4 separate regions of the Mus musculus genome follow, and regions 2, 3 and 4 are each linked to region 1. Evidence: chromatin contacts called from public HiChIP or PLAC-seq data. All regions are on one chromosome and are shown on one strand. Each heading gives the region's core, a stretch centred on a gene start, on an enhancer-like site or on the middle of the called end of the contact. The rest is flanking DNA. Distances are from core to core; before and after follow the strand shown.

The links. HiChIP or PLAC-seq counts read pairs in DNA pulled down with a chosen protein or histone mark.
Region 2: a contact with region 1 is called in an H3K27ac HiChIP or PLAC-seq map of embryonic stem cells, with 2.2 times the contacts expected there. The contact joins two enhancer-like sites. A contact is called at or near these places in 3 of 39 promoter capture datasets (the 3T3-L1 cell line, embryonic stem cells and stem cell-derived epiblast-like cells) and 1 of 115 datasets of contacts at active chromatin or transcription factors (embryonic stem cells).
Region 3: an H3K27ac HiChIP or PLAC-seq map of embryonic stem cells shows a contact between it and region 1, with 5 read pairs. The contact joins two enhancer-like sites. A contact is called at or near these places in 3 of 39 promoter capture datasets (the 3T3-L1 cell line, liver and stem cell-derived epiblast-like cells), 2 of 115 datasets of contacts at active chromatin or transcription factors (both in embryonic stem cells) and 1 of 9 other capture datasets (embryonic stem cells).
Region 4: an H3K27ac HiChIP or PLAC-seq map of extraembryonic endoderm stem cells shows a contact between it and region 1, with 2.3 times the contacts expected there. The contact joins the promoter of Tsn here to the enhancer-like site in region 1. A contact is called at or near these places in 6 of 39 promoter capture datasets (the C10 cell line, cranial neural crest, embryonic stem cells and 3 more) and 1 of 115 datasets of contacts at active chromatin or transcription factors (extraembryonic endoderm stem cells).

The regions. Positions count from the first base shown.
Region 1 is chr1:118,683,836-118,691,501 of GRCm38.p6, forward strand. It overlaps Tfcp2l1 (transcription factor CP2-like 1), which reads left to right. Exons shown (of 15, transcript NM_023755.2): 15 at 1-1,333. Among named protein-coding and RNA genes, the nearest start is that of Tfcp2l1, 60 kb to the left of the region's middle. Within about 2 kb of position 6,281, at least 17 of the 459 cell types and tissues checked have an H3K27ac peak or open chromatin away from gene starts, as enhancers often do. A contact at or near this core is called in embryonic stem cells and extraembryonic endoderm stem cells, where this site is marked.
Region 2 is chr1:118,366,899-118,374,025 of GRCm38.p6, forward strand. No RefSeq gene overlaps it. Among named protein-coding and RNA genes, the nearest start is that of Gm28867, 11 kb to the left of the region's middle. Within about 2 kb of position 2,018, at least 79 of the 459 cell types and tissues checked have an H3K27ac peak or open chromatin away from gene starts, as enhancers often do. A contact at or near this core is called in embryonic stem cells, where this site is marked.
Region 3 is chr1:119,081,934-119,089,580 of GRCm38.p6, forward strand. No RefSeq gene overlaps it. Among named protein-coding and RNA genes, the nearest start is that of Gli2, 32 kb to the left of the region's middle. Within about 2 kb of position 1,913, at least 18 of the 459 cell types and tissues checked have an H3K27ac peak or open chromatin away from gene starts, as enhancers often do. A contact at or near this core is called in embryonic stem cells, where this site is marked.
Region 4 is chr1:118,307,895-118,314,789 of GRCm38.p6, forward strand. Tsn (translin) reads right to left here and starts at 3,452. Exons shown (of 6, transcript NM_011650.4): 1 at 3,107-3,452; 2 at 1,879-1,972; 3 at 851-947. The coding sequence starts at 3,172.

The DNA.
Region 1 (7,666 bases), core at 5,031-7,530:
GAGAGTACAGAGGTCTCTTCCTCAAACGCTCCTGTTACCTGGAACCCTGCTCGGCCTTTGTCCTGGTCCTCTGGTCAGGGTTTGATAGAAGAAAGGACTTTTGTGCTGTATTTATGGATTGCCGAGCTGTAGGGGGTAGCAGTGGCCTGAGGCGCCTACTAGAACCTGCCTGGAAAGGACAGACTGATTTCAGCAGGTGTCTTGAAGACTAAACCCCTGTTAGCTTAGCATCCCTGGAGCCTACAGACCCCTCCCCATATATGCTAGACCCTTCCTGTGTGGTTGTGATTTCTGGGCAGCTTCCTGCCTTCCCTGGACCCAGATTTCTACAGTACTTGTGGGGCAGAGTGTGGTGTTCCCCAGGGATGTTCATCTTTCATAGCTTGTCTATCTGTAGACGCCCCCTCCCCTGTCTTCTGCATCCCCTTGCATCCTGCAGCCACTCCAAACCTGTCTATCCTGTATTCCTCATTGACCTGCTTCTCATGGAGTTTTTATCTCAAGCCCTCTGCCCAGGTTTCTAGCTGGGGAAACCATTGAAAAATGAGAGACAGACTGGGTCCTTAAACTACAGGAAGTTACACATCCTGTTTTCCAAATCCAGAATTCTATACCTGACTGCATGGAACGGGTCACATTCAAAACATGGATATGCTACAAACAAAATTACCCTTGGGTCATGTGTGCAGCATATGCAGAAACACAAGTGGATCTTGTGTGTGTGTGTGGATGTAAACCCCATCCCCAAGATAACTGTATTACATTTGTATGTATTGGTAGTTCAAGATCTCAACCCGCCCAGGTAGAGGCTTGTTTATCTAGGATATTCAACCTTCCGTGGACTGAGCCAGGTCCTACGAAGGCCACATCTGTGAAGTACGTGGACAAGCTTCTTCCCACGTGGCTGCCCTGAGGCTTTGTTAATGGGCTGACGGAACTACGGGAGAGAGCTTTGTGGGGCTAGTATTAGAGACAAGCAAAGGGGGACCATTTCAAGCACTGACCTATCTCTTCCTGCTGGGTAAAGTCTTGCTTACTTACCATGTTCTTCCATGCTTTGATGTGACTCTTTCTTGAGGTGTTCTCACCTACCTTCTTCCTCTAGGTGGGGTGATTCTTTTCTAAAGGTGGTAGGGTTTTTTAGGTGGTAGTCCAGACTGGTCAAATATGTGTGGCAGGTCACGGGAAAGGGAGTCATGGAAACCCACGTTGTCATAATGCCATGTTGTTTTTGTACCTGAAATAAAGCATATTTTGCACTTGTAAATGAAAAATCTGTATGTGGGCTCTGTGCTGGGTCAGAATGCAAATAAAACCATTTGTACTAAACCCATGTGGCTGGAACCTCAACTTGCTTTGTTTATTGAACTGTAGCAAATGAATCTACTACTGTAGAGTATTGGGAGACACAGCTCAGTGGCATTAGGAACACGCACACGCTGCCCCTATGCTCCGTCTGTGGTGTTCTTTCCATCTTGCAGAACTGAAACCCTGCTGCCTTATTAAACATGGCTCTGCAGTCCCTTCCCCCAGCCCTTTGCAGCTACCACCTACTTTGTGTCAATTTGAAAATGAGGGGCTTCACTTAAGTGAAATTCAGTATATGTCTGTTGTAGGAGATTAAGTTACAGTATGTGTTAGGATCTCCTCTGTTTTAAAGCTTAGGGATACTCAGCTGGGTGGCTGGGCCATGTATGTGTCTGTTCACTCTCATTGATCACAGACTCCCCCCATCTGTGACCATCAACTCTGCAGATTCCAAAGGCCCTAGTTTTGATTCCTATAATTTCAGCAGTGAGGAGCAGAGGCAGGAGGGTGAGAAGTTCAAAGTCATCCCTGGCTACACACCAAGACAGACCAGCTTCCTTAAATGATACACTGTCTCAGAAACCAAAAGGTGACACCCGGGGTCCCTGCAGAGTCATCTCTTTGGACCCTACAGACCTCTGGTGTCCAAGGTTTGACCTCAGCACCCCACTCCCCTGGTACCTCCTGGACCTGCACCTATGCTGACCTTGCTGATGGCCCCTGTTGGTGACTGGGAAGGGCTGTGATTTCCTGCTACCCCGTGTCCCTGACACAGGGATCTTTTCCCTCCCAGAGAAGTGTGGAACTTGCAGAGCTAGGTTAGGAAGGTCTAGCTTAGACACCATGACATGTCCTCTTGTCTTATTAAATCTTACATCTGCTATTTTATTATAATTATAAATTTCTGCTTCAGATTGTCTGATGAAGATGTATTATTTTTAGCTCTGGCACTTTCCCCCTGGGGTTCCCAATCTGACTATGGTTATTCTCTAGAAAACCCCTCTTCCTAGGGCTTAGGACATAGATCAGCAATGGAGTATTTGCCTTTTGAGCATCAGAACCTGAACTTTAAATTTAAAAATTTTAAAATACATATGTTTTTAAAAAGCCAGCACTGAGGAAGTGGAGACAGGCAGGTACCTAGAGTACTGGCTAGTTCAATTAGTGAACTCCGAATTTGGTGAGGGATCCTGTTTAAATAAGTTAGGCAAGCTGAGCATGGGGGACATATGCCTTTAACCTCATCACTTGAGATAGAAAGCCAGAGAGGCAGGAGGATCTCTGTGAGTCTGAGGCCAGGCTGGTCTACATACCTAGTGAGTTCCAGGACAGCCAGGGCTACACAGAACCCTGTCCCTAACAACAACAAATTAGGCAAATAATGATAGAGTAGGACCCTCAGCATTGACCTCTGGCCTTTACAAATACACACACACACACACACACACACACAACTGTACACATGAACATATACAAATGCCCACACATATGCATATGCATGTGTGAGAATGGACTGGCGAAGAAAGAAAACAAGAAAAATGCCAGTGTTGCCCACACTGGTTCTGCCTGGCTGTATTCTGAGTCCGGTACCAAGGTCTCTAGCACCCCTATTGAGGCTCCATAGTCAGCCCTTCTTTATAAAAGGAGGCCAGGTGGTAGAGTACTTGCTTAGCCTGCTGGAAGTCATCCTCAGCATAAGCAGGGCATGGTGATACATTCCTATGGTCCCAGACTTTGGACGGTAAAGGCAAGAGAATCAGGCATTAGTGTTCATTGTTGGCTACATGGAGATTTCAAGGCCAACCTGGGCTACCTGAGACTCTGTTCAAAGCAACAAAAAAGCCAAGACAACTCTTCCTTGAGGAGCCCATACCTGGTGCTTCAGGGCAGCAGGGGTGGGGTGCTTGGGGGTGGTGAGAAGAAAGTTGATCTTTAGGACCTATTTGTTTATAATTCATTCATGTTCTTTTCCAACCAGTTGTCCTCTTGAGCCCACAGTGTGCAGTACCAGGCACTACAATGGCGACAGGAATAGAGAGAGGCTGACTGTCTTCTACTTCTTGCAGGATCTTTCCAAGGCCCTTACTTGTGTGACTAACTCAAGCATATGCTGTCAACTTTAAGAAAAAAAGTGCATTGTTTGTGGAAAGAGAGTGAGCCTGCACCTTCCAAAGCCCCAAGGGCCATGTTTGTATACAAAACAGACAGGCAGTGTGGGGCCGCCATGGCTGGGCACACAGAGGCCCACTGTCAGGCAGGGCTGAAGGTCGAAGCTCCTGCATGACACAGCTGTGGCACTGGCCTGCAGGCCTCCAGGGGCATGCCGTAGGAAGCAGGGAATTGTGTAGACTCACCCTCCCCACCCCCGTTAGGAGAGAGCAGCTCAGGGGTACTCTGGAAGGCAGAGTGCTGTGTGCTCCGAGGCCCCCAGAAAAACCTCAGGACTGTGTGAGGACTCGGAGCTAGTCTAATCTCTGTGGTTCCTGCTGCTGCTGGGGAAACTGAGGCCCACTGAAAGGAAGCAAAGAAGTCAGGTGCCCACACCATAAGCTGTGTAGGCTGAGCCATCTTCTTTTTGTAACTCAGCCTAACCTTGAACACTATTTATCTTGAACTTGCAATCCCGACTCCACCCCGAGGGCATACTATGCTCAGTTTTGGCACTGGGGGTAAGGGGTGTGCTTGCTTAAATCGTTTTCTCTACACCATACACAACGCATCATTGAGTGCTCCATTGTTCTGGCTGCCAGTGGGGTGTCCAACAAACCATCACCGTGTGGCAGAATAGAGATGTGAAGACGCTCATCAAGATTACCCTGAATCCAGTTAAAAAAACACCCAGAAGCCCTTCTCAGCTGAGCTGGGCTTCATACACCAGTAAGTGGGAGGAAAGCCCGCCATACTCAAATACGGACCAGGTGCGTGCTATGTAAATCAGCTATAAAAAGGTCCCGAGTCTCCTGCACACAGCTTTTCTTCAGCTACCCTTATTGGCTGTTTGTTTGATGTGTGAGGATGTGCACACACGTGCTACATGTGTGGAAGTCAGAGGGAAATTCATGGCAGCAGTTCTTGCCTTTTGGTTCTGGGAATCAAACTCAGGACTTCAAGTTTGGCCAAAAGTGGCTTTATCTGCGGAGCTGTGCTGCTGGCTTCTGGACCAGCCCTTTCGAGTGTCCGCCTTTCCCAGGGCTCACTAGCCTGCTTTCCTTTCCTTTCCTTTTTTTTTTCTTTTTTCTTTTTTTCTTTTTTTTAAGATTTATTTATTATTGTAAATAAGTACACTGTAGCTGTCTTCAGATGCACCAGAAGAGGGTGTCAGATCTCGTTACGGGTGGTTGTGAGCCACCATGTGGTTGCTGGGATTTGAACTCGGGACCTTCTGAAGAGCAGTCAGTGCTCTTACCCACTGAGCCATCTTACCAGCTCCTTCCCTTTTCTAAATTATTATTATTTTTAAATTTTTATGTGAACTGGTGTTTGGCCACACGTATGCCTGTATGAGGGTGTAGGATTAGCTAGGACTGGAATTACAGTCAGTTGTGAGCTGCCCTGTGGGTACTAGAAATTAAACCTGGGTCCTCTGGGATTGCAGCCTGTGCTCTTAACCACTGAGCCATCTCTCCACCCACCCCAACCTCCCCCAACCCCATCCCCGGCTTTTCCTTCCTTCCTAAACTGTCTCTGTTCTACTTGTATGTCTAACCATGTGTCCCTGGTCAAATTCTTTGTTCAGGGACACAAGAGCCTGGAAACTCAACGTTCAGATCCGAGTTAATGCAGCACGGAGGGAAGACAGGTAAGGGCCACCGGACTCCAGCCGCCAATCACAAAAGAGTCTCCGGGTTACCCACAGTGCTTCAAAGGAGAGATTCTCGGGCCTCTTTCTTCAAGTTCAACATTCCACAATGTTGCCTCACAAAACTAAGAGCAGCATTTGGTCAGTGTTTGTTCATTCTATTCAAAACATTTTTACTTTATTATAGTGTGTGTGTGTGTGTGTGTGTGTGTGTGCTAAGGATAGAATTTGGGACCTTGGGTGTTAGGCATACTCAACTTTATTAGGGGTCTTTATAGAGGCATTGCCACATTGTCACAGTCTCCAGCTCTCCTGAATGATGGGGGTGGGGACTGAAAGCTTCTGGTTCAAGACTGTGGCATCCTTGTGGCATCCTTGTGACCAACATATGGGCCATCTGGGATGCCTCTGGGATGCCTCCAACAATCATCTTACTGTAATAGAAGATGCTCCTATCACACAAGGAATAGCATGGATTTATTTTATTATTTAAAAAATGTATTTATTGCTGGGCATGGTGATACACACCTTTAAATCCCAGTACTTGGGAGGCAGAGGCAGGCTGATCTTTGAGCTGGAGGCTAGCCTGCTCTACATAGAGAATTCTAAGCCTCAAGTCTGCAGGGTCTACATAGTCAGATTCTGTCTTTAAAAAAAAACTTACTTTAAATTATTATTATTAGTAGTAATAGTAATCTTACTATTATTATTGTTGTGTATGAGAGATATGGGTGTGTGAGGCCAGAGGAAGTTGTCATGGTTGTCCTCTGTCACTCTCTACACACAGCAGAAGGCCCACAAAGTGGATACCAAGGAGTCATGGTGACACCAGGTATATGGACAAGGTCCTACTATCCCAAAGTCACAAGGCTGGCTTTCTCTGAAAGGGAGAGGCCATGGTGCCTGGTGGGAACACAACAAAGGTGTCTATTTCTGGACTGTGGCTTTGTGTGAAGTCACCGAGCTGTGCTGTTTTGTACTTTTGTGAATTCCATTGCACAATGGGAAGCTGACAGGAGAGGAGGGGACTGCGATAAACTAAAAGTGCCATTCAGCTGAAGGACCTGCCCTTGGGGTGTGTCCAGCTGGAGAGCAGTTCCCGAGAGCTAGGGTAGTTCTGGCTTCCCTTGCATCAGCTTCCTGGTACAGGCATGAACGGGATGCTAGGTACTCTCCCTCCGGGCCTCACCCACCTCTGCCATACTTCCAGGCCAAGGGGGTGTAGTTCCTCTACTGTCCTTATTTAAGGGGACTAAGAATTCTAGCAGCTGGGGCCTCACCTGGGTGTGGAAAGAGATGGCCTTTTAAGGTCTTACCACATTCCATTCATTTTTCTCCCCCCACACTCTCTCTCTCCCTCCCTCTCTCCCTTTCCCCCTCCCCCCTCTGTCTGTCTGTCTGTCTGTCTGTCTGTCTCTGTGTGTGTGTGTGTGTGCGCGTGCATATGGCTTCCTCACTTGAGGCCACCTGTGCTTCTCTGTTTTTAGACATACCCAAGTTTGATGTCCCCCTCTCTGGCTTTCCAGGTTCAGTAGAACCCTTACTTGGCTCACTCCTGACCTCCTGACCTGGCAGGCCCAGACACCATTCTTTGCTTTCATGACCCCATAAGGAATCCCTGGATTACATATTTCCACCCCCCATTGGTTACCTGATCCCAGGGTCTCTTGTATCTGCTTAGAGTCTGGACTTTAGGGAAGGTCTGTCTGTTTGTCATCTTCAGTAAAAATAACCCTAGGAGAGCTGGAGAGGTGGCTCAGTGGTTAAGAGCACTGACTGCTCTTCCAAAGGTCCTGAGTTCAATTCCCAGCAACTATATGGTGACTCACAACCATCTGCAATGTGATCTGACGCCCTCTTCTGGTGTGTCTGAAGACAGCTACAGTGTATTCATATACATAAAATAAATAACTCTTTTTAAAAAAAATAACCCTAGGAAGCCATGTGTGACTCAAGCCTGTAGTCATAGCAACGAGGCAGGAGGATTATGAGTTTCCAGATCAACCTAGGCCACACAGTATATGCCTGTATGTTCACGTGTGTGCACATATGTGTGTGCAGGTATGCGTGCCAATATATACACTGGGACTATACCTGGGTGCTGCCTGGCATGGGTGCTTGGGATTTGAGTCCAGGTTCTCAGCCTTGAGCAGCAAGTACTTTCTCTCTGAGTGAATCCCCCAGCCCACAGCATGAATGAATGGCTTCCAGGAAGATCAAAGAAGGCCTCTCTATAGCTTCATGTAGCAGTCTCGCACCATCTCTTATGCCCTCTCGGTCTTCTGAATCTGTTTCATAATGCCACAGAGGGCTGTGTCTGTCACTAGCCCATGGATTAGGATGCCATCCAGTGGGATGTAAGCCTTTCTTTCTTACCCTCTGTGTTGCAGCCGCCTAGAGCATAGCCAGACAAGAAGATGTTCGATCAAGACAAGAGGGAGCAAGCTAGGGAGATGGCTCAGTAAGAGCGCTTATTGTGGAAACACAAGGACCTGTGTTTAAATCCCTAGGACACACATGTAAAGGCCTAGTTGCGACTGTGAGCACATGCCTGTAACT
Region 2 (7,127 bases), core at 768-3,267, 320 kb before region 1:
TGGAGATAGATGCCAAACGTAAATGAGGAATTGTGTTGTGAGTTGAATAGGGCAAGGACGAATGGTGGGGAAAGCAGTATGGTTAGGCAAGGCTTTTGTGAGCTGGGCAGAGACCTATAAGAAGGGACAGGGAAGGCCTTGGTACCAGTCAATAGAAGGGCATACCAAAGCAGATACATACAGTACCAGTCAGTTTTGAATTTTAGATGTATATTAACAATTGGCAGGATTAGCCAAGTGATATAGTGCAAGCATGAGGACTTTAATCTGTTCCTCAGAACCCATTCAAGATAACTCTAGAACCCTAGCATTCATATCTTCAAAAATAATGTGGATGGGACTGGCTGGATTACTCATAGGATAAAGGTCTTTGCTGCCAAGCCTGGAGCCTGAGGAACTGAATTCCATCAGATGTGTAAGGAAAGTGCCATCTCTCACAGGTTGTCCTCTGATCCCCACTTGCACATAAATACTCCTTAGTGTATGTCTCAAATATCACCTAAGATGCTGTGATGGCTATTCCTGGTTGTCAAGTTGACTACATCTGGAATGACTACAATCCAGAAAGGGAGGGCACACCTGTGATCCAGATCTTGAGGCTAGAAGACACAGGGTTTTGATTTGGATCTTGAGGAATAGTGGCCATGAAAAGGTTAGGTCCAGGCAAGGTAGTACATGGCTTTAATCCCAGGAGACAGAGGCAAGCAGATCTCTGACTTCAAGGCCAGCCTGGGACAGATTAAGTTCCAAGTCCAGGCATAGTAGTATGCATCTTTAATCTGGGCCATACCTTCTGCTGGAGCCCTACATAAGGATGATGAAAGAAGGAAGGTTCACTCTTCTTTGCCTGCTTGCACTTACTTGCCAGCACATCTGTTGGAACCTACCTCTTCAGGATTCTAGATTATACAGAATACCAGATGAAACACCTAGCCTCGTGGGACTGAGCAACTACTAGACTCTTGGACTTTCCATTCACAGCTACCCGTTATTGGGTTAGATAGATTGCAGACTGTAAGTCATTTCAATAAAGTGTTTAATATAGAGAGACATTCCATAAATTACGTTAATCTAGAGAACCCTGACTAATAGAGGTGCTTATGCTAAAAGTTCTCCAAAATTCAAATTTTATATTGAATATTTTCTTTTTTTAGGTTTTTAAATTATTTATTTATTTATTTATTGTATGAGTGCTCTGTCTGCATGTACAACTAGAGACCAGAAGAGGGCATGAGATCCCACCATGTGGTTGCTGGGAATTGAACTCAGGACCTCTGAAAGAGCAGGCAGTGCTCTTAACTGCTGAGTCATCTCTCCAGCCCACTATTGAATGAGAATATCTGACTCCTGTAATTTGAGAAGCATCAAACACAAATTTAAGGTAACTAATAAGGAAGCTGAATATGGTGGTCCCTGCCTGTGACTCCAGTACTTGGGATGACAAAGAAGGCAGGTCGCACAGGTTCTGAGTCTAGCTTGGGTTATACAGTGAGTTCTCTGAGATACTGTCTCAAAAATTAAACAACAAGAAGGGCTAGAGATGAACCTCAGTGCTCGCCTAGCATGCATGGAGTTCTGAGACCCATCCCTAACACTGTGAGAAAGTCCAGCTGCTGGGGTAGAGCTGGAATCCCAGCACTCAAGAGATAGAGGCAGGAGATCAAAAGCTCAACATCCTCCACTATATAGCAAGTTGAGGACAGCATGGGCTATGGACCCTGTCAGGGGCAGGAGGGAGGGAAGAGACAGACAGACAGACAGACAGACAGACGGAGAGAGACAGACAGACAGACAGAGACAGACAGACAGACAGACAGAGAGAGAGAGACATGGGAGTAGCTTTTGTTGTTTTATTATTTATTTACTTGAGAGTGTATCTCATATACCCCAGGCCTCCAGCTCACTAGCTAGCTGAGGCTGATCTTGACCTCCTGATTCTCCTGGGACTACCTCACTGTGCAGTGAACTGCAGGCGTAGGCTACAGCACTGACTTTAAGATGCATTCTTTCAGGAAATAATCCACATACAAAAGCCAACCCAAAACAACAACCACAAGCCTACACCCTCTGAGGTAATCATGACTAAACCTGACTTGCCCCTCCTCTTTTGCAAGCAGGCACCTCTGTGCTGCTTTCCCAGGACAGTCCCAACAGTGACAAATTGGGTGTCTTAAATCCACAGGCCCCTGTTCTCTCACAGTGCTAGATACAGGATGGAGATGAAGGTGTCACCAGGGCCCCACCCTCGCTGAAGATTTTAGGGCAAGAACTTCAGTGTTTCCTCCTGGCTTCTGTCAGCATAATGCCAGTCTGAGACTGGACTGCTGCATCATGTTGTCTGGGTCCAAATCAAACTATGTGAGTCATTGGATGACAGCATGCAGGAGTCCAGGATGACTTCAGTTCAACTGATACAAAGTCCCATTCCTAAATAAGGTCACATCCCCAGATCCTGGGCGTTAGGACTTTGATGTGTTTTTCTTGGGAACACAAATCTATCTGCCTGCCTCACTCAGTGCCAAACCATCTTTGTTTTGGGAACTTAATGATTTCTTTGTCTGGTGGGGGAAGGTTTGGGGAGGTGCTTCAGTGGGGGAAGGGCATGTGCTGTGCAAGCAGAAGGACCTAAGTTTGAATCCCCAGCACTCAAGTACCAGATGTGGCCATTCCAGCCTGTGACATCAGCATGGGGAGCAGGGGAGGTATATGGCTGGGGCTTGTTGGCCAGCTAGTATAGGCGGAAGAAAATGGAGCTCCATGTTTAGTGAGCAAGCCCTTTTCAAGAAATAAGTGGATTTAGGTGTGGTGGTACACACTGTTAATCTCTCCACTGGGGTGTTGGGATGGGGGCAAGGCAAGTGGATTTCTATAATTCAAGACAGGGGCTTGGTCTATGTAGAGAGCTCCAGGACAGCCACCAGGCTATGTAGTAAGACTGTCTCAAACCTCCTTGTGAAAAGAGAGAGAGAGAGAGAATATAAGTGGAAAATGATAGATGATACTTGATGTCCTATTCTTGCCTCCAAGTGTACACACACACACACACACACACACACTATAAAAAGTGTCCCCCCAGATAAAAACACAAGATACTTCCAGCACTTCAGAAATCTACATCATACCCCCTCCCAGTCATTACTGTAGTGTTTGAGAGTCCCCCACTGGCACCTTGACTTCTGTCATCAATTCTAATTCATGGGTTCCCATCTCCCAGCTACAGAAACTAGACAGAACTCACAGAGCAGCTACTAGCTGCTGTCCTCAAGACTGTGTGTGTCTTCTCACTGAGGAGATGCGGATCCAGATAGACATTGGAAGAAGAATGTGGGGCTCAGTCCAGGAGGCTTCAGGCCAACTTCTATGACTTCCCCTTGTCCTCACTCCAACTTTTCCAAGCGACAAAATATGATGCCATACACCAATACTTGCTAACTAGGACAACGTACCTGAACCTTATCCAGGACTTCTGTAGGCCTTGGCCATGCAGAAATTGTTGTTTTAAAAAACAAAAATCCCAGCTGTTTGATTTCACCAATGAAGACTCAGGAGCCAGAGGATGTGATGAAAGCCTGATACCTCAGAGGGGCAGAGAAAGCACCCAGCTGACCTTCCTACTCCACTGATGTCCCAGAAGGAAAAAGCTCTTTCTCCTCCACGTTGTCTTAATCACCATCTAACTCAATGTCCCTCCTTTCCATTTAGTTATGTTCACTCCCTGTCAGCTGGTCGCTTGCTCTGCCTTTTGACCTAGTTTGGCTTTATTTGGCTGTTAGGTTCAAAGTGAGTGTTAGAGCTGAGCCACACCACCAGCCAGTCCACAATCTTGAGGTTCACAATGTGGTCAAATATCCTACAATAAGACATGGCTGGGGCTGGAGAGATGGCTCAGGGGTTAAGAGCATTGACTGCTTTTCCAGAGGTCCTGAGTTCAATTCCCAGCAACCACATGGTGGCTCACAACCATCTGTAATGGGATCTGATGCCTTCTTCTGGTGTCTCTGAAGACAGCTTTAAAAAAAAAGACATGGCTGACTATATGCACACCTGAGGTTCTAGTCTCACCAGAGGAAGGCATGAAATTGCCACCTGTTTCTTCCTTATACTGGCAGTCTGGTTAAAAATTAACCAAGCACTGATGTATGAGTTTGTAGATTTTCTCCGTTCTATGCTCACCTGTTTATCCTTAGGCCAGCATCCTGTTATTTCACTTATTGTATCTCTGTAGTAAGGGTTTTTGTTTCATTTTGTTTGGGACCCAAGATGGAACTCTAAGCACGTGCTCTATCACTGAATTGGAGAGCTTTGTTTTCATTTTAAAATTAGCTACTGTAAATCTTCTAACTCCCTTCCCCCCACCCCTCAAGACAGGATTTCTCTACGCAGCCCTTAGATGTCCTAGAATTCTCCTTGTAGACCAGGCTGGCCTTGAACGCAGAAACTCTTTGCTGTCCAAGTGCTGGGATTAAAGGTGTGCATCACCACCACCTGGCCTGTTCTTTACTTTAGTGCTTTGCATTTCCATATTAATTTTTGAAACACTTTTCTAATTTCACCAAAGAAGCTGGCTGGGATTTTGATGGAGATTGCTTTGATGTTGTAGATAAAGCAGAGATCTTGATGACATTAAGTGCACCAAACTACGAATGCATACCTTTTTTTTTTTTTTTTTTTTTTTGGAGACAGAGTTTCTCTGTGCAGTCCTGGCTGTCCTGGAACTCACTCTGTAGACCAGGCCTCGAACTCAGAAATCTGCCTGCCTCTGCCTCCCCAGTGCTGGGATTAAAGGCCTGCACCACCACTGCCTGGCTGAGATCTTTTCATTTAGCTTTGTATTGACTTCTTTCAGCAGCACACATACTGCCTGTGTACGTTTGTTAAATGTGTTTTTATGTGTTAGTTGCTTTGATCCTATTGCAGGTGACATGTAGGGGCAGAGGAATTGGCTCAGTGGGTAAAGTGCTTGTACAAGCAAAAACCCACGTTTGTATCTCCCCCGTACCCATGGGAAAATGTGTCTGTGACCCCAGAACTGGGGTAGGAGGGCAGAGACAGATTCTGGGTACTTTTGACTAGACTTACTGTCTAGTCTAGTCAAAAGTACAAGCTCCCAGTTCACTGAGAGACCCTGTCTCAAAAAATAAGATGGAGATTGAAGAAGACACCTAGTGTTGACTTCTGGCCTCCATATATGTCATGACACATACGGTACAATACATATCCCTGTATGTCCAATTTGCTGAGAAAAAAGATATCACAAAGATATAAGGTAGTTTTGGAGATATAAGTTTAAAGAATGAGTTAGTTGTCAACTTAACTTGTATCCAGTTCTGAGACTATCAGCACAAAGCCCAAGTGGTCAGTGCTAGTTTTCAGTCCATCATTAGCCAGGAGTAAAGACCATGAACATCTCTGAGCTGCTCTGACTTTTAAACATCTCATAGAGTAATCAGACAGGGTTTCTATTACTGGGATGAAACACTATGACGAGAAGCAACTCAAGGAGGAAAGGGTTTACTTCAGCTTACACTTCTGGGTAGCAATCCATCACTGAGTGAGGTCAGGGAAGGAACTCAAGCAGCCCAGGAACCCAGAGGCAGGAACTGATACCACCTGCCCAGCGACACCACCACCTGCAGTGAGCTGGGTGTTCCCACATCAATCATCAATCAAGAAATGCATGACAGGCTTGCTCATAGGCCAACTTGAGCCTATGAGGCCATTTTTCACAGTTGAGGTTCACTTTTCCAAAATGTCTACAGTTGTGTGTCTAGGTGAGGTTTTATGGCTGTGGAGAGACACCATGACCAAGGTAACTCTTATAAAATGATAATGTTTCATTGAAGCTGGCTTACAGTTTCAGAGGTTCAGTTCATTACCTTCATTGTGGAAGCATGGCAGCATCCAGGCAGGCATGGTATTTGGAAGAGCCAAGAGTTCAACATCTTGGCTTGAAGGCAGCCAGGAGGAGGGTATATTCTGCAAGCAGCTAGCAAGGGGGTCTCTTCTGCACTGGGTGGTGGTGGTGGGGGGAGTTTGAGCATAGGATCTCAGAGCCTTTCCCTGAAGTGACATGTATCCTCCAATAAGGCCAATATGTCCTAATAGTACCACTTCCCATGAGCCACGCATATTCAAACCACCACACTGTGTTAGGCCGAAATAAAGCCAGGCAGCACAGAAACTAAATATCATGCACTTATTTTTTTTCCATATATCTTAATTTATCACAGAAGTTTAGATTCTGTCAAAAAAGGTTTTTAGTTCTTTTATCTATATTTTCTATATTTTCTGTCAAACTAGTTGGACAGACACTGGTGATCATTGGGTTTCTTTGCCTATAATTTCCATGAAACTGGTTTGGCAAACACTGGTGATCTCTGTTTGAGATACTATGTTTTTCTTACACAGAGGGAGATGTGAAAGGAGTTTGATGACCTCACTGCTATCAGGCGGAAGTCCTGGCTGAGGATTTGGATATAGACCAATGTTACCTTTGTAGCTTATTATTTGCCTGTTGGTTATATAGTAAAAATTCTGTAGTAAAAATTTTTAGGTGAGGGGTTTATGAGGTCCCACCCAACCCTCAAGAAGTATAGGTGGATACTGAAGGAAGGAGAGATTTCTTTCAGTGGTGTAGACATTGGTAAGGTGTCTAGGCTTCTAAAAAGAACCCCTCACCCATGTTCCTATAAATAATTCCTAGTGAACCCCATTAAGCCCCATACACAATCATGCAAACACATAGACATGAGAGTAGGGGTACTAACTGAGAGAGAAGATAGGAATCAGAGGGAGTGGGAGGAGAAAGGGAGAGTAGTGGAAGATGAATATGACCAAAGAACATTTCATACATAAGTGAAAGGGTCACAATAAAGTATATTAGACTATAGAATTAAATACATTAAATATGATCAAAATGTGCTAGTAAAACTTGAAAATATATTTTTACTTTTTCCTTGGTTGGTACTAAAAGAATCTAATTTGTTTTCCGGGACTTGGAAAATATAAACTGAGATGTGTTATGGATGGACAAGGAGGGGCCAATTTGATTTTAAATGATATGCGTTAGGTCACAGACCTTCTAGTTGATCCTATAAACTGTGATGGGGTCCTTGTAACTCTCTTCC
Region 3 (7,647 bases), core at 663-3,162, 390 kb after region 1:
TCCAGTCCTTAAATTGTAAATTAAATTAATTACTATTGTGGCACGGGGACTGCAGGGTACAATATTCGTGTGGAGGTCAGAGGACAACCTAGTGGTGTTGGTTCTCCGCTTCCACCTTAACGTGGGCTACTGGAATCCACCTCAGGTCTCTAGACCTCTGCCCATCTCTGGTTCTGCCCCTCCCTTCCCTTTCCTTCCTCTCTCTTCCCTGCCCCCCTCCTTTTCTTTCCTAGACAAAGTATCAGAGGGCTCAGGCTGGCCTCAAACTCACATGTAACCAAGGGTAACTGTTGGTTCCTTCTCCCACCTCTGCCTCCAGAATGCCAGGGCCACAGATAGAAGCCAACTTAAGCTGAGCGCTTTCTCAGTGGCGGATTGGGCCAGCCCTTTCTGGTTTTATTCTTATTTTAAAAGTAATCATCCCAGTGTCCACGAGAAAGATTCCTACTGTCACCACCCAGCATCCCAGTAGTAAACAAAAGAACAAGGGTCAAAGAAACCAAGTTTCAAGGTGAGGCCTGCCAATTACAAACTCTGTGAAGAGGGCAGGTGGTGCTGGGGACTCCTCCTGGCAGCTACTGGCTGAGGCGTTGGCTGTTGTACAAGAAAGAGCACGCACAGTGGAGCTCACATTGCACTTCCCAGAAGCAGGAGGCAGTGAGAGGATGGGAAGAAGAAGGGTCTGGTAGACGGAAGGAAAGCCTTTCCTTATATCGCAAATTCTGGTTACGCAGTACCAGTGATATCTCCAGCTGGCCTTCATCTCTCCTGTCTGTCTGCCACCTGTGGTCTCTTGCTCTTTTCCTTATGCTACCACTAAAGAAGTCCCACACACGGTCAGGAAAAGCTGGTATTCTGACTCAGTGCTGCCACCCAGTGGCCCAGTGGAGGGCAGCACTTAGCCTCTGTGGAACCTGGGCTTTCTCCATCATCACAATACAACAACAACAACAACAACAACAACAACAACAACAACAACAAACCGGCTTTGTGGTGATGCTTGCCGTTGATCTCGGAACTCTGGATGCAGAAGCAGGCAGATCTCTGTGAATTCCAGCCCAGCCTGGGCTACATTGTGAGATCCTATCTCAAAATAAGTAACAATTGGACTGGAACTAGATATTCTGGATGCTACAAATGGAATAAACATAGTGTCTGCTTTTAAAACATATTATTATTATTATTATTATTATTATTATTATTATTATTATTAATTGTGTGTGTGAGAGAGACAGATAGACAGAGACAGACAGACAGAGACAGAGACTGAGACAGAGCGTACCATGGTGCATATGTGGAGGTCAGAGGACAGCTTTATGGAGTTGGTTTTCTTCTCTTACCTTTAGCTCTGGGGAAGGATTTCAGGTCCTGAAAGCTCTTTTGCTTGCTGAGCCACCTTCTTTCCACCTTGTCTTCCCTCCTCCCCCCACCCCCCTTTCATGAATGAGGACATAGAGTGGCTTCTATAGCCTGCTAGACCTGGAAATCTTGTCTCCACCCTTGCGGGGCCACCCACCTCAGAAGCTTCCATCAGGGTTTCCTGTGGCCCAGGCTGGCCTAGAAATCACTGTGTAGCAGAGGATGACCGTGAACCGCCCATCCTGCCTCTACCTCCCCAGAGCTAGTGTAACAGGTGTGTGCTACTGTGTCTGGTGGGACTGAACCCAGGGCTTCCTGCATACCAGGCAAGCTTTCTACCCTCTGAACTGTTTCCCCGCCCACCTAATGCGCTGCTTGGAGTACTGTGGATACCGCACGGATACCTCCTAGTTGCTTCTACAGAAAGGAGTCAGAATGCTTCATGGAACTCACCCCATGCAATTGCTTTGTTCTCTCTGTGTTTAGGGTCCAGACTCACTTGGAGGGATGGCGCCCGAGGACCACTGTGGAAGACGCTATTCTTGGTTTTCTTCTGCCCTCTGGTGGTGTAATTTGAAAAGACACTAGTGAAGGCCGACTGAAGTGGGTGTCCTCAAAGGGCTGGGGCAGGATTTCCAGGGTCCACAGGTATCAGAAGCCTCTCTATGGTCCCACCCTTCACCAGCCTCTTAGCTATTTCCGGAGCTCTCAGCAGGACCTTTTGTTTTTCAGGTCTTCTACAACTCTTCCAGAGGAACAGACCAGCCAGGGGCTGTGGGCACAGGAAGCTTTGGGCCTGTCCTTTCCCAGTGCGTCTTGTGTGGTCAGAGCCCAGGAGGACCTCAGCAGAGGAAAGACAGGTGGGCAAGAAAGCAATGAGGAGCCTCCCTTGGGGGGTGTCTGCTTCCTGTACACTTTGTTGCATTTATGTGTGTGTGCATATGTGTGTGCTTTCACGTATGAGTGTATATGAGTGCATGAGTGTGTGTGTGTGTGTGTGTGTGTGTGAGTGAGCGTGTGTGCATATGTGTGTGTGTGTGATTCTCAGTGTACTGCTGTATTGTTTTCTAGGTCCTTCAATGAATATGATATAGCTACACATAGACACTGCTTGCGGGCAATCTTGCACACGCGTATTGAGTGTGGAGCTGTTGGCGAGGTGTAGAAAGAGTGTCATTGCACTCTGTAAGTGGTCAGTAGCTCTCATTCCACTAAGAATAAGAACTATGCAATCCCAGTGTGACAGCCAGAACTAAGGAAGCGAGCAAGCTTTATTAATACATAACCCCCCTCATGCTCGAGAATATTTACCATTCCAACCGTGTTCAGATTTTCAGGTTACTTAGCAAGTATCCCCCACCTCCACTTCCTGAAACAGAGTCTCCAGGGTAGCCATGGGTAACCTTTGGATTTGTGGTCCTCTTGCCTCTGCGCCCCGAATGTTGGGATTACAGTACGGGAATACCTTAGGCCAACCCGAGTTAGGAAAGGGAGGCAGAGTCTCCAGTTCTGAGATGCTGCAGGAAGGAGTACAGTGAGTTCACACTTGGGAATGAATTGCTCGCATATGATACAGGCGAAGAAGTTTGACAGATTAAGGTCCCTATTAAGGCCCACCAGTGGCGGTGGGCATGCAGCATCCGTAGGGAACAGCGTGTAGGTGTCTCACTGATGGGACTCTGTTGTGGCAAGGCCCATGGGGACCCCTCCCATGTGGCAAGGACCTGTGGTGAATTTGGAGGCCTCTATGCTTAGTACCTAGATTGCGTGTGTTTCGAGCTCTCCTTGCTCGCCCTATGCTGTCTACACTCAGTGATACTTAGTTCCACTTTGCTGATCATGGGCAAGGCTGGGACCTCACAGGCTGAAAGCCCTGGGGATGATTCTGTGTCTGTTGCAATACTCTTTTGAGGGATAAAACCTTCCTCTCCTCTCCTCTCCTCCCCTCCCCTCCCCTCCCCTCCCCTCCCCTCCCCTCCCCTCCCCTCCCCTCCCCTCTCCTCTCTCTACCTCTATTGATCCTCCAGATGTGACCACCAATCTTGGGTAGTTTGGGACACGTCCCTAGAGAAACAGCTACAGTCACAGAGTAAGCCTGCTTGTAGTACTTGTGGGGAACTACATAACTGCTTGCTTAACTGTTCCGAGGAAGGTATGTCTGATCAACAGAGACTTTAAAAATGGGTGAGCTGCGTCTGATCAATAGACAATTTAAAAAATGCCTCTTGGCAAGATGGAATCAGAAACTGACACCTGCATATCAGGAAAGGTTTGATACAACGAGCATGTCTCTGCCTGCAATTTAAAAAGCCCCAGAGGACAAAAGACTGCCTTTGGAAAAAGAGGAGGCAGGGGTGGCCTATAGGCAAATAGCAGTTTATAAAGGTAAAGGGTGGGAAACCCCAAGTTAGGATGAGGTGTTTAATTTAATTGGGCATGTTAATTAGGTGAGCCAAAGGGGGCTTCTGATTGCTGGACTTCAGTACTTTAATAGCTGGACCTTGGTAGTCAGCCTCAGGAGGGGAAAGTGGCCAAATGAGGGAATAGACCTTGGTGGCTAGCTTTAGGAATGCAACCTAATGGGTTTTTAGCAAGGCAAGGGGGACAAGAGAGGCTGGCAAGGCCTGCCAGAGCAGCACTAGCCGCTCTTACCACATACTCGCCACGCCCTAGCCACGCCCAGCCACGCCCACGACACAAGCTCACCCTTCTACCATTTGCATTTCACTCTTTCTGCTTCTTGCTTTCAGTTCAGGCTATGACCACTCAGCGGCTGCTCCTTCTGCCATGTCTGCCTCTTGTTGCCACGCTCTGGGCAACGGTTGAACTCTGAATCTCTGAGCTGAAATAAACCGTCTCTTCCTAAAGTTGCCTTTGGTCATGATGTTTTCTCACAGTAACAGAAAAGTAAGTAATCTGGACACTCACCCAGGCTCCAGATGAGAGCACAGGCGACCGGCTCGGTGGTTTGCATCCTGTAAGACCCCGAGTAGAGGACCTGTGTGCCTGCATGGGCACCCTGCATGTGCCTGGTGCCTTGGAGGCTGAAAGAGGGCATCAGAGCCCCTGGAACTGGAGTTAAAGATGGTTGTGTGTCATCACATGGGTGCTGGGAACAGAACCCTGGTCCTCTCTGCAAGAGCAGCAAGTGCTCTTAACCACGGAGCCCTCTCTCTAGGCCTTTAATTGCTCTTTAAGTACACACAACAATGCCTTTTGGGAATTTCATAGTGGCTGGGCCCTGTTTCCACAGTCAGCTTTAGTCTCATGAACTTCTGATCCTCCTGTGTCTCAGCATTTACTACTATGCCTGGCAGTTTTGCTACGTTCCTTTAAATCTGTCTGTCTGTCTGTCATCTATCTATCTATCTATCTATCTATCTATCTATCTATCTATCTATCTATTGTTGGGGGAGGGGCGTGTGTGCATGCTGGGCTTGCCTGTGGAGCTCAGAGACTAGCTTTCTGCAGCCAGTTCTCTTTCGTGGTTGGTTCTTGGCCCTGATCTCAGCTCATCAGTCTTGTGGGACAGACTTCAGTTTTGTTTTGCTTTTTTAAATTTCACCTGTGTGAGTGTTTTGCTGATGTGTATTTATATGCATGCCCTGGCACTGGAATCACAGATGTAGTGTGCTGCGATATGGGTGCAGGAAATGGAACCTGGGTCCTCTGTTACAGCTGCCACTGGGAATTACTGCTGAGCATCTCTCCAGTCTCCAAAACAAGCGTCTTTACCTACTGAGTCATCTCTCCAGTCTGAGCCTTAGACTCCTAACTACCCCAAGAGAAGCTCAAGGTTCACTCCTGATAGCATCCTTTCCATCCCGCCCCAGGCCGAGGCAGCCACTTCTGCCGTCTCTGGCCATTTCCTGTGAATGAATCGGAGCCTGCAAGGTCCTCTGAGACTAGATCCTGTCACTCAGGGAGCCATCCCGAGTGCTTCAGGATGCAGCTCTCTGGAGCTGACACCCACACTGGGGTGGGCTTTTTTTTTTTTTTTTTTTTTTTTTGTGATGAGACTGTCTTTGAGTCATTCATGCTCAAAAGTAACTCATGTTCTGTGAGCCCAATAAACTCACTGGTTCACTAGTCTGGACTTGGGAAGAATTCTCTCTTTGGTCTGTCATTGGTCACATCTCTCTAGGAAAAGTCCAACAGTGAACAGTTCACTGGCACTACCAAAGACAGACTTTCCCCGGGCTCCTCCAGTGATCTGCCAACCCTCATTTTCAGTGAGCAGGACTGTGGGTAAGGAAAGGGCCCTTGTGAGCAGGAGGATATTTCAGTATGGTAGAGAGCTTGTTGTATCATGTGATGACCTGAGTTTTATTCCCAGGACCCACATGATAGAGGGAGAAAACTGACTCCAGCAAGCTGTGCTCTGGCCTCCATACATACGTACCCAGGGGAACTGTAATGTGCATCTTATCCACCAGGTGGCGATCTAATGCCACAAAAAGGCTATCTGGGCTCACAGCCATTCTTGAAAGGTCACATGGTTGCTGCTCATGTCACTGGCACTTTATAAAGATTCAGGTGTGCAGGTGGCCTGGGGCAGGAAATGCCCTGCTTCTCGCCCCTTCCTCTTTATTGTTCTTCCTTCTTTTTTGGAATTGCAATTGTGTGTGTGTGGCAGGGGGGAGCTCCCATGTGAGAGGCAAGCACCTGATACCTGAGTACACCCCAGTCCATTTCTGTGAGAATTTTTAAAAAGTAAAAACGTTCCTATCATTTGCCACTTTTTTTAAAAGATGGGAGTTCTCTGTGTAGCCCAGGTTAGCTCCCAACTCCAGTTTCTCCTGCTTCCATGTCCAAAGTCCTAGAGCGTGACAGGGTGCCTGGTTGAATATTTCATTTCTTTGAGATTTATATATTTTATGATTTTAAGTGTATGAGCGTTTTGTCCGCATGAAAGTCTGTGAATCATGTGTGTGCCTGGTGCCCAAGGTATCAGATCTGTGGGGCTGGAGTTACAGTTGTGAGCTGCCTTGTGGGTGCTGAGGACTAAACCCTAGTCCTTTGGAAGAGCAGTCAGGCTCTTAAACATTGAACCATCTCTCCAGGCCTGGTTCAATACAAAAACAAAAAGCAAAAAACAAACAAACAAACAAAACACTTCTTTTCACTTTGCACAGTAGCTGACAGAAGGCAAGATACATGAGGAAAATGGTCAAACAAACAAGCAAAGAAATCCAATCATATAGCCACCGAAACATTTAAGAATGTACTTTCTCTCTCTTTAAAAGGTGGGGTCTCATGTAATCAGTCTTACCTATAACGCACTATGCAGCCAAGAATGATCTTAAATTCTGCTGTCCTCTTGTCTCTGTCTCCCTAGTGTTGGATTTACAGGCATGAAGCACTATGCTCGTTTTACACGGCGCTAGAGATGCAATCCAGGGCTTTGTGCAAGCTAGGCCAGTGCTCTCCCCACTGCGCCACATCCTTGGCCCTCAATTATTATTAGTCTTTTCATTTTTATATCAAGATCTGCGTCACATGCTCTGAACCCCACTGATTTGTGGAGTTGGCCATCATTCAAGGGATTTCAGTACTAGTGCAGAGCGGCAAAAAAGCCAGAGTAAGTGTGTGTGTGTGTGTGTGTGTGTGTGTGTGTGTGTGTGTGTGTGGTGCAAGACAAGGTCTGGTCCTCGGTACTGTGTGGAGCTTCCACTAAGTTCTATGATCCTCAGGGTCCCCGCGCTCTCCCTGTGGCTGCTGTGACACTGCCATGATCTGTCCTCTGTAATATCTCGGCCTTCAGGGTAGCCCTCCCTGAGGCCTTAGCCCTCGAGGAGATGGGAGGCACTGACGTAATTTTCCAGCTCCCCTTCTTTATCCAAGCAGGAGCATTCGAGTTCTCTTACCAATCAGCTTCTAGAATACAAAGGCCACTGGAGACCAAAGGTGGCTTCTCACGGGGTGGGCATGATTGTGAGTGTCTTGGGAATTTAGGATGAATTAGTTTTTGCCCTACAGAGAAGGTTGGGTACTGTAAAGAGGTGGCTTTGGTTTTGTGTGCACAGGGCCTCCCACCTGAAGGCTACAGGGACAGCAGGAATCTTATTTCACCCTCCAGTGTCCATCCTGGCTTGAGGAGGAGGACCACTTAGCACAAGCAGTCCCAGGCCTGAGGTCCTCCATCCCTAAGGGAGCAGGGTGGATAGGAAGACTGAGAACTCAGCCAATGTGTACATTTAGGAGGCTCTGGGGCCAGTTGGGAAAAGAGTCAAGGCGAGCTCCGGGATAGCCCAGAAATGGTCTGGGGCCTGCAGATGGATGGCAAGA
Region 4 (6,895 bases), core at 2,202-4,701, 380 kb before region 1:
ATAATCAAAACTAGCAGTATTTCTTCACTACTGATATAAAAATAGTATAATCTTAAAATTAAGAATACTGAACATTCAAGCTGGGCATGGGGCGCACACCTTTAATCCCAGCACTTGGAAGGCAGAGGCAGGCAAATTTCTGAGTTCAAGGCCAGCCTGGTCTACAGAGTGAGTTCCAGGAAAGCCAGGGCTACACAGAGAAACCCTGTCTCAAAAAACCAAAAAAAAAAAAAAAAAAAGAATACTGAACATTCAACAATGTATAACAACTTTACTCACTATAAAGAAAGCATAACGGATGTTTCATACAAAAAATGACACAGACCTACTGAGCATGTCTTCTTAATAGAAAGTGACTTATTAGAGTTTGATAAAATTGGATAAAAATCTTGAAAATCATAGCAAAGATCGTACTGTCCTAAAACCCAGTGCCCCAATAGACACCCTGAAATAGGGTCAAAATATACATATGCATATCTCTTCTTGCAAACTAGCAAGAAGAGAGGTCATGAATTTGAAAAAGAATGGAGGGGGGATATGAAAGCTTGGAAGAACGAAGGGAAGAGAGAAATGTTGAAATCAAATTACAATCTCAAAAAATAGCAATTTTTTTAAAAAGCAATGGTTACCTTACAAATTGTCTTTAGTTTAAAAAAAAAAAAAAAAGGAAATATTAAAACACTAGTTTTCCTGACACCATTATCAATGCGATTCTTTGTTGTTATTTCTACAAAGACTTCTGCCTATTCGTAAGCAGAAGTCACTAATTCATAATTATTCAATACCTCTATTTCTCCTTTCTTTAAACAAAAATATAATGCTCTAAATGAGCACTGTTTTTCTTACAAACCTGTAATACTGCTCAGCGGGGAACTTGGTCTTCAGGGACGTGAGATGTGTTTTTACTGTACTGAAATGTTCTCTCGCTTTCAAGCACCTCTTTGGAACTGATCATAAAAGATAACAAAATTTAATAATGAAAAACTTACCAAATTGCCAATGTAGTTCTTGCTAAATCATCTATGGAGTCTATGTGGGCATTAATCACCTTGAAATCTGAGGCCATTAGTCCTCAGCTACTTTTCCTGTAAGTCCTCACACACCAAAAATCAAGACTATTTCTACCTCCCATGGTCAAAAAAAAAAAAGAACTTTACTGACTATTCTCAGATTGATAAATTTTACATCATTGCATAAATGACTTGCCTTGGTAACCTGTAAGCTGTGTATCAGAAAATAACTTCAGCTCTCAGCTATGCTGGCTGCATTGTACAAAGGGATTCATGTCTAACTTGACATATTAGAATCTCAACAAAGGGCTGACTATAAACATGAATTTTAAAACATTTTATACCTGGCACTTTATTATCTACAAATGTATATTAAAAGGCATTCAAAAAAAGAAAGTAAAAATAGAAAAAAAATTTAAAGAAAAAAAGGCATTCAATCATTAGAATCATTCATTAAAATACACACAAAGACTCACATGTGCCAACTGTAATGAAACTCACTGAAGTCTGAGGTTCAGGTGAGAGGAACACAACTCAACACAGCCTGGGCAACAAAGCAAGACTCCCGTTCTCTCTCTCACACACACACACCAATAGACTAACATAGCAAAACAACATTCCTATTTAAACCACACTATACACACATGGAAAAGCAACCAAAATATCAAGAATATCGTAAATCCTCAAAATGACCAAACCCCTATTCTCCAATTTTCACTCACAATAATAAATAAATAAAAGCATAATAAACACTCCTCACAATAAATGACAAAAGTGTACTCAGTATGTCCTTTTAATGGACTTAAGAGTGATATGTTGGACAAAAAAATTTAAAAATTTTTTCAAACATCAAAGCAAAAAAACTTACTGTCCTGAAATCCAGTACCCTGGTGGACCCCTTGAAGTAGGGTCAAAATCTCTCGAGCAGTTTGTTCTAAACTCTGTACAACTTTTCGTATTTCCTAGAGAGAATTAAAAACAAAAGCCAGATAAGGTCAGTGTAATCTTCAGCAGAGTCGCCTACAAACATGCTACCACACCCTCACATTCAGTCACAGCTCTCAGACTTTCACAAGAAGGGATTCTTCAGGTGTGAATCCAAACTCTTCCAGTAATTTCTTCTTGTCACAACTCAAGGAGCTGCTAAAAAAGCCTCAAATTCTACAAGTAGCCGTGAAAGAAAAATAGCCACCTGCTCAAGAACCCAACTGAGACACTATATAAATGAATAACTGACAATGTAAATGTTCTCTATAGAACAAAAACTTAAATACAAAGTGGTGACTGATTTTCATTCATTCATTTTGCACACATTCTCTGAGCACATTTAGTTATGGGCATTATGCAAACATCAGAGACGCAAGCAACTCCTTCTAGCAATAGGACGGATAAATGGGTTTTTTTTTCTCAATTTCTCACGATTTTAGGAGCTAACAGAAAAGCAGTCAAAATAAGGACTATAAATTTTGCACGTGTTAATTTCAGCACTGAAAACGCTGAAGGCTACAGGTTCGAGTTCGAGGTCACCCAAGGCTACTACACATCAAGATCCTGTCTCACGCGCAAAAGGAAAACAGCCAGAGAGCAGAAAATAAACTAATTCCAGCAAAAGCAGATAATACAACCAAGGGTCCTCAGACAGAGCAATATCTGGAGCATTAGACGAATAAAAAGTTAACTTAAACACACACACAGTAACGAGTGTAAATAAAAGGAGAGCGGGGAAAGAGACCTTGTGAGCCACCGGAGAATCTAGATTTTTTTTAAATTTTTTATGCGGGATGAGAAGCTACAGAAGAGCTTTTTGCTTAAAGAAAGACCGCAAGTGCTATTTAAAAAAAAAAAAATACCAGCAGCCAATATAGAAAAGATGTGCTGGTTAGCCACGGGCGTTAACCGAGCCTGGGACTGGAATACTGAACTAGGAAAGGTGATATTCTAAGAGGTACATGACGCTGAGAAGTCGAATCCGGAACCAAGAGGCGGCCTAACCTAAACCCATCGGGCCTGAAAACGAGAGACCGAGCAGGACCAGGCCAACTGGACCAGCCTGGCTAGGAAAAGAAAAAAAGGAGATGGGGAGGAAGGGGGCTCGCCTCTCGGATGTCCTGCTCGGCAGCCAAAAAGCCCTGCAGCTCCACGAAGATCTCGCTCACAGACATGGCGCTGGCTGCCCTACAATCAGTCAGCACCGGAGCACCGCCGAAGAAGTACGACCCACAAACAAGTAGCGGACTCGCTCGCAACGCCCGTCGCCGTCGCCACTGCCGCGTCCACTAGCCCTTGCGCCAAGGCTGGCGCCGGGGTCTTCCCACACCCGCGGCGCACCGGAGCCCGGGCTGCCCGCCGCAATGCCTGAAGCGCCGCGCGCACAGTCCCGTGCCGCGCTCTTGCCCAGAATCCCGACGGCAGGGCCGAGCCTCGCCTGCCGCCCGCACGTAGGCATCTCCGGAAACAGCCCTACGTAGGGGCTTCAGTGGCCCGTGGCCGTAGGCCGGCTGATAGGCAGCTCCAATTAAGGAGGTGGGGATTCGCAGATAGGCATCTAGGAAAACAGCCGGTTGGGGGGGCGGGGGGGGGGTCCTTAGGGACACTTGGCTCGTAGAAGGCGGGGCCAGCGAGTGGCGCGGTTTGCTTATCCATGTTATCTGTGTACTTCAAGCAAGGGAGGGAAGTTATACTTCTGTCTGCTCAACAAAGAGCATGCATAAACTGAATGGGGAAGAATGGCGAGAGAATGTAATCCGATAAATGAAAAATAATAAAAGACTATAATCTAAATAAATATTAATGAATAAAAATATTATCTTCGGGTCTGGAGAGATGGCTCAGCGGTTAAGAGCATCGACTGCTCTTCCAGAGGTCCTGAGTTCAATTCCCAGCAACCACATGTTGGCTCTCAACCATCCATAATGGGAACTAATGCCGTCTTCTGGTGTGTCTGAAATGCAATGTACTCATATGCATAAAATAAATAAATCTACCAAAAAAAAAAAAAAGAAAAGAAAAGAAAAGCGTGTTACTGTAACCTTCAACCAGGGACTACACTTCAGCTATGAACGTGCTTCAGGGCTTTGAAGTCCTTGTACATGATCTGCCTCACAGCTATCCTATCCTCCCAATGAGTATCATGAAGATCTCTCTGGTCTTGAGCAGTCTTGAAGAGGCCAGAGTTCACCTTGTAGCTCCTGCCAGCTGCTTCTCCACCTGATCACCGAGTGCACTTTCTGAATGAGCTTGGATGGAGTACTTCCTGTTATTTCTTTGAAAGAGTATCGTCTGTGGTGGCGTGAGGGCTCTTAACCATCGAAAGGGAGAGATTGACAAACTTTAGCAGTTAAAGGTTTGTCACCAAGACTGACAGTCTGATGGAAGGAAAGAACCAACTCCCACAAGTTGTCCTCTTCAAACACACACACTACACTCACACACACACCAAGTAAATAAATGTGTAATCTTTGATGGACAGTCTCATACTCTCCCCCAGCCCAGAAAATCTATTTTAACTACAAAAGAACCATTCTTTGAAGGAGCAGGAACTAGCCAAGACACCCACTTGTACAGGAACTGTTTTTGATCATGTTCTGGACCCAGTTTCCTCATAACTTAGTAAGAAATATTCTTTGGGGGGGGGGGTCGAGAAAGGGTTTCTCTGTGTAGCCCTGGCTGTACTGGAACTCACTCTGTAGACCAGGCTGGCCTCGAACTCAGAAATCTGCCTGCCTCAGCTCGAACTCAGAAATCTGCCTGCCTCAGCCTCCCAAGTGCTGGGATTAAAGGCATGTGCCACCACTGCCAGGCTTGTGGGCTTTTTTTTTTTTTTTGAAAGAATATTGTAAGTGCCCTTTACCTTTCACTGGAATTTAGAATTTAGATACCTTGCTAAGCATGGGAGAAGGGATTCTTTTGATCTTAAAGCTTTTCTATTCCAACAGCCAATCCCTTCTTTTGTGTTCTTCTGTTTTGTTTTGGTAAAGAATATGTTAGATCTCAAAGAAACACATCTCAGAACCTTTGGCTCCTCCCAACACTTCTCACCAGCCCCCTACCCCAAACCTCTCCCAGGGCCTGGGCTTCAGCTTCTCTTCCCCTACTTTCTCCTCCCTATAAAAAAAAAAAAAAATGTGGCTACACACTCTCTTCATCTCCCAGTCCTTGCACCTCCTCTTCTGTTCCTCTCTCACTCTCCCACCTCTCTCTCCTCTTGTTGTCAGCTTCATATCTACAATAAACCCTTCTCAACCATACCTTGGAGTGGCCACTTCCTTGTTTTTTATTAATTAGGGTCTTAACTAGGCTAGTGTTTAACTCATTACGAAGCTAAGGACAGCCATGAACCTCCCGATCTTCCTGCCTCCACTTCCCCAATGCTGGGATGACAAGCATGGACCACCAGGGTCTGCTTTAAGTCATCATTTGACCAAATTTCCATGGCTGCCATTTTCTTCAAGTACCTTTTGAGAAAGTTTCCAAAAACCCAAGTTCAGGATGTGGTAGACACAAGGACAGTGGCTCCAGCAGCAACATTTGGGAAGAGTGGCTTGTGGGTGTTAGGAGCATCGTACTATCCACTCTCAAATGGACTCTCAAAAATTCTCCTCTGATTGACAAATAAAATGTAAAAATGACAAGTTTATTTCAAAATTAACTCTATTCTTAACTTTTCAATTACGCCTATTTACTCACTGTCTGTGTGTTTGGTTTGTATGGGCATATGTGAAGATCAGAGGACAATAGAAGTCAGTTTCGGGCTGGTGAGATGGCTCAGTGGGTAAGAGCACCCGACTGCTCTTCCGAAGGTCCGGAGTTCAAATCCCAGCAACCACATGGTGGCTAACAACCATCTGTAACAAGATCTGACGCCCTCTTCTGGGGTGTCTGAAGACAGCTACAGTGTACTTACATATAATAAATAAATAAATCTTTAAAAAAAAAATAGAAGTCAGTTTCCTGTTTCTACCATGGGAAACCTGGAGTTCACGCTCGGGTCATCAGGTTGGGAGGCAAATGTCTTTAAACACTAAAATACTACCATTGCACTGTCTGGAACCAAAGGAAAGAAAACAACTGACTTAGAAAATAAATTCCCAAATCTGCTATGGTGACACACGTCTTTAGTCCCAGCACTCGGGAGGCCAAAGCAGGCAGATCTCTGAGTTTCTGAGGCCATCATTATCTGCAAAATGAGTCTTTGACAGTCAGGGCTCTTACACAGAAAAACCTGTCTCAAAAAAACAAAATAATAATAATAACAATAATAATAATAGAAAATGAACTTCCAAGTAGACCAGATTTATAAAAACATAATCTCTACCATTGCAATTGGTCCGAGCTTGTTAAAGCAATTATGGAAACACTTAGGTGCAGCAATAGAACTGAATGGTGAAAAATTCAAAGATACCTTAGATTAAAACACCACAAAGTGCCATACTTTTGGATCCACAGGACAGCCTTGCTAACGAGCAAATAATAACTGCTCTCACTACACAGAAATTAAACCTCACAGAGCAAAGCATGAGGGCTACATCTGCTTGTAAGCTCAGCAATTGGGAAGCAAGAAGATCATGAGTTCAAGGGCAGCCCAGGATAGCACACAAGGCCATGTGTTCAAAGTTGAACAGAACCATTGCTGTCTGGGAGCAGCCTACATCAGCCATACACCAGTTTGACCATGAACCCCTGCTGTAACTTGGGTCTGGAATTTTCCCTGAAGGACTGTGTATTGAAGTCATTCTCCTGAGCTCATGGAGCTAGTGGAGGCAATGGAAACTATGAGATGGGACATAATAGGATACCTTAAGGCCCTGTCATTGGAGGTGTATTCCTAGTGGGTATTGTGGAACTCTGGTTCCTTCCTTGTTCCCTATTCACTCCCCTCCCTTCCT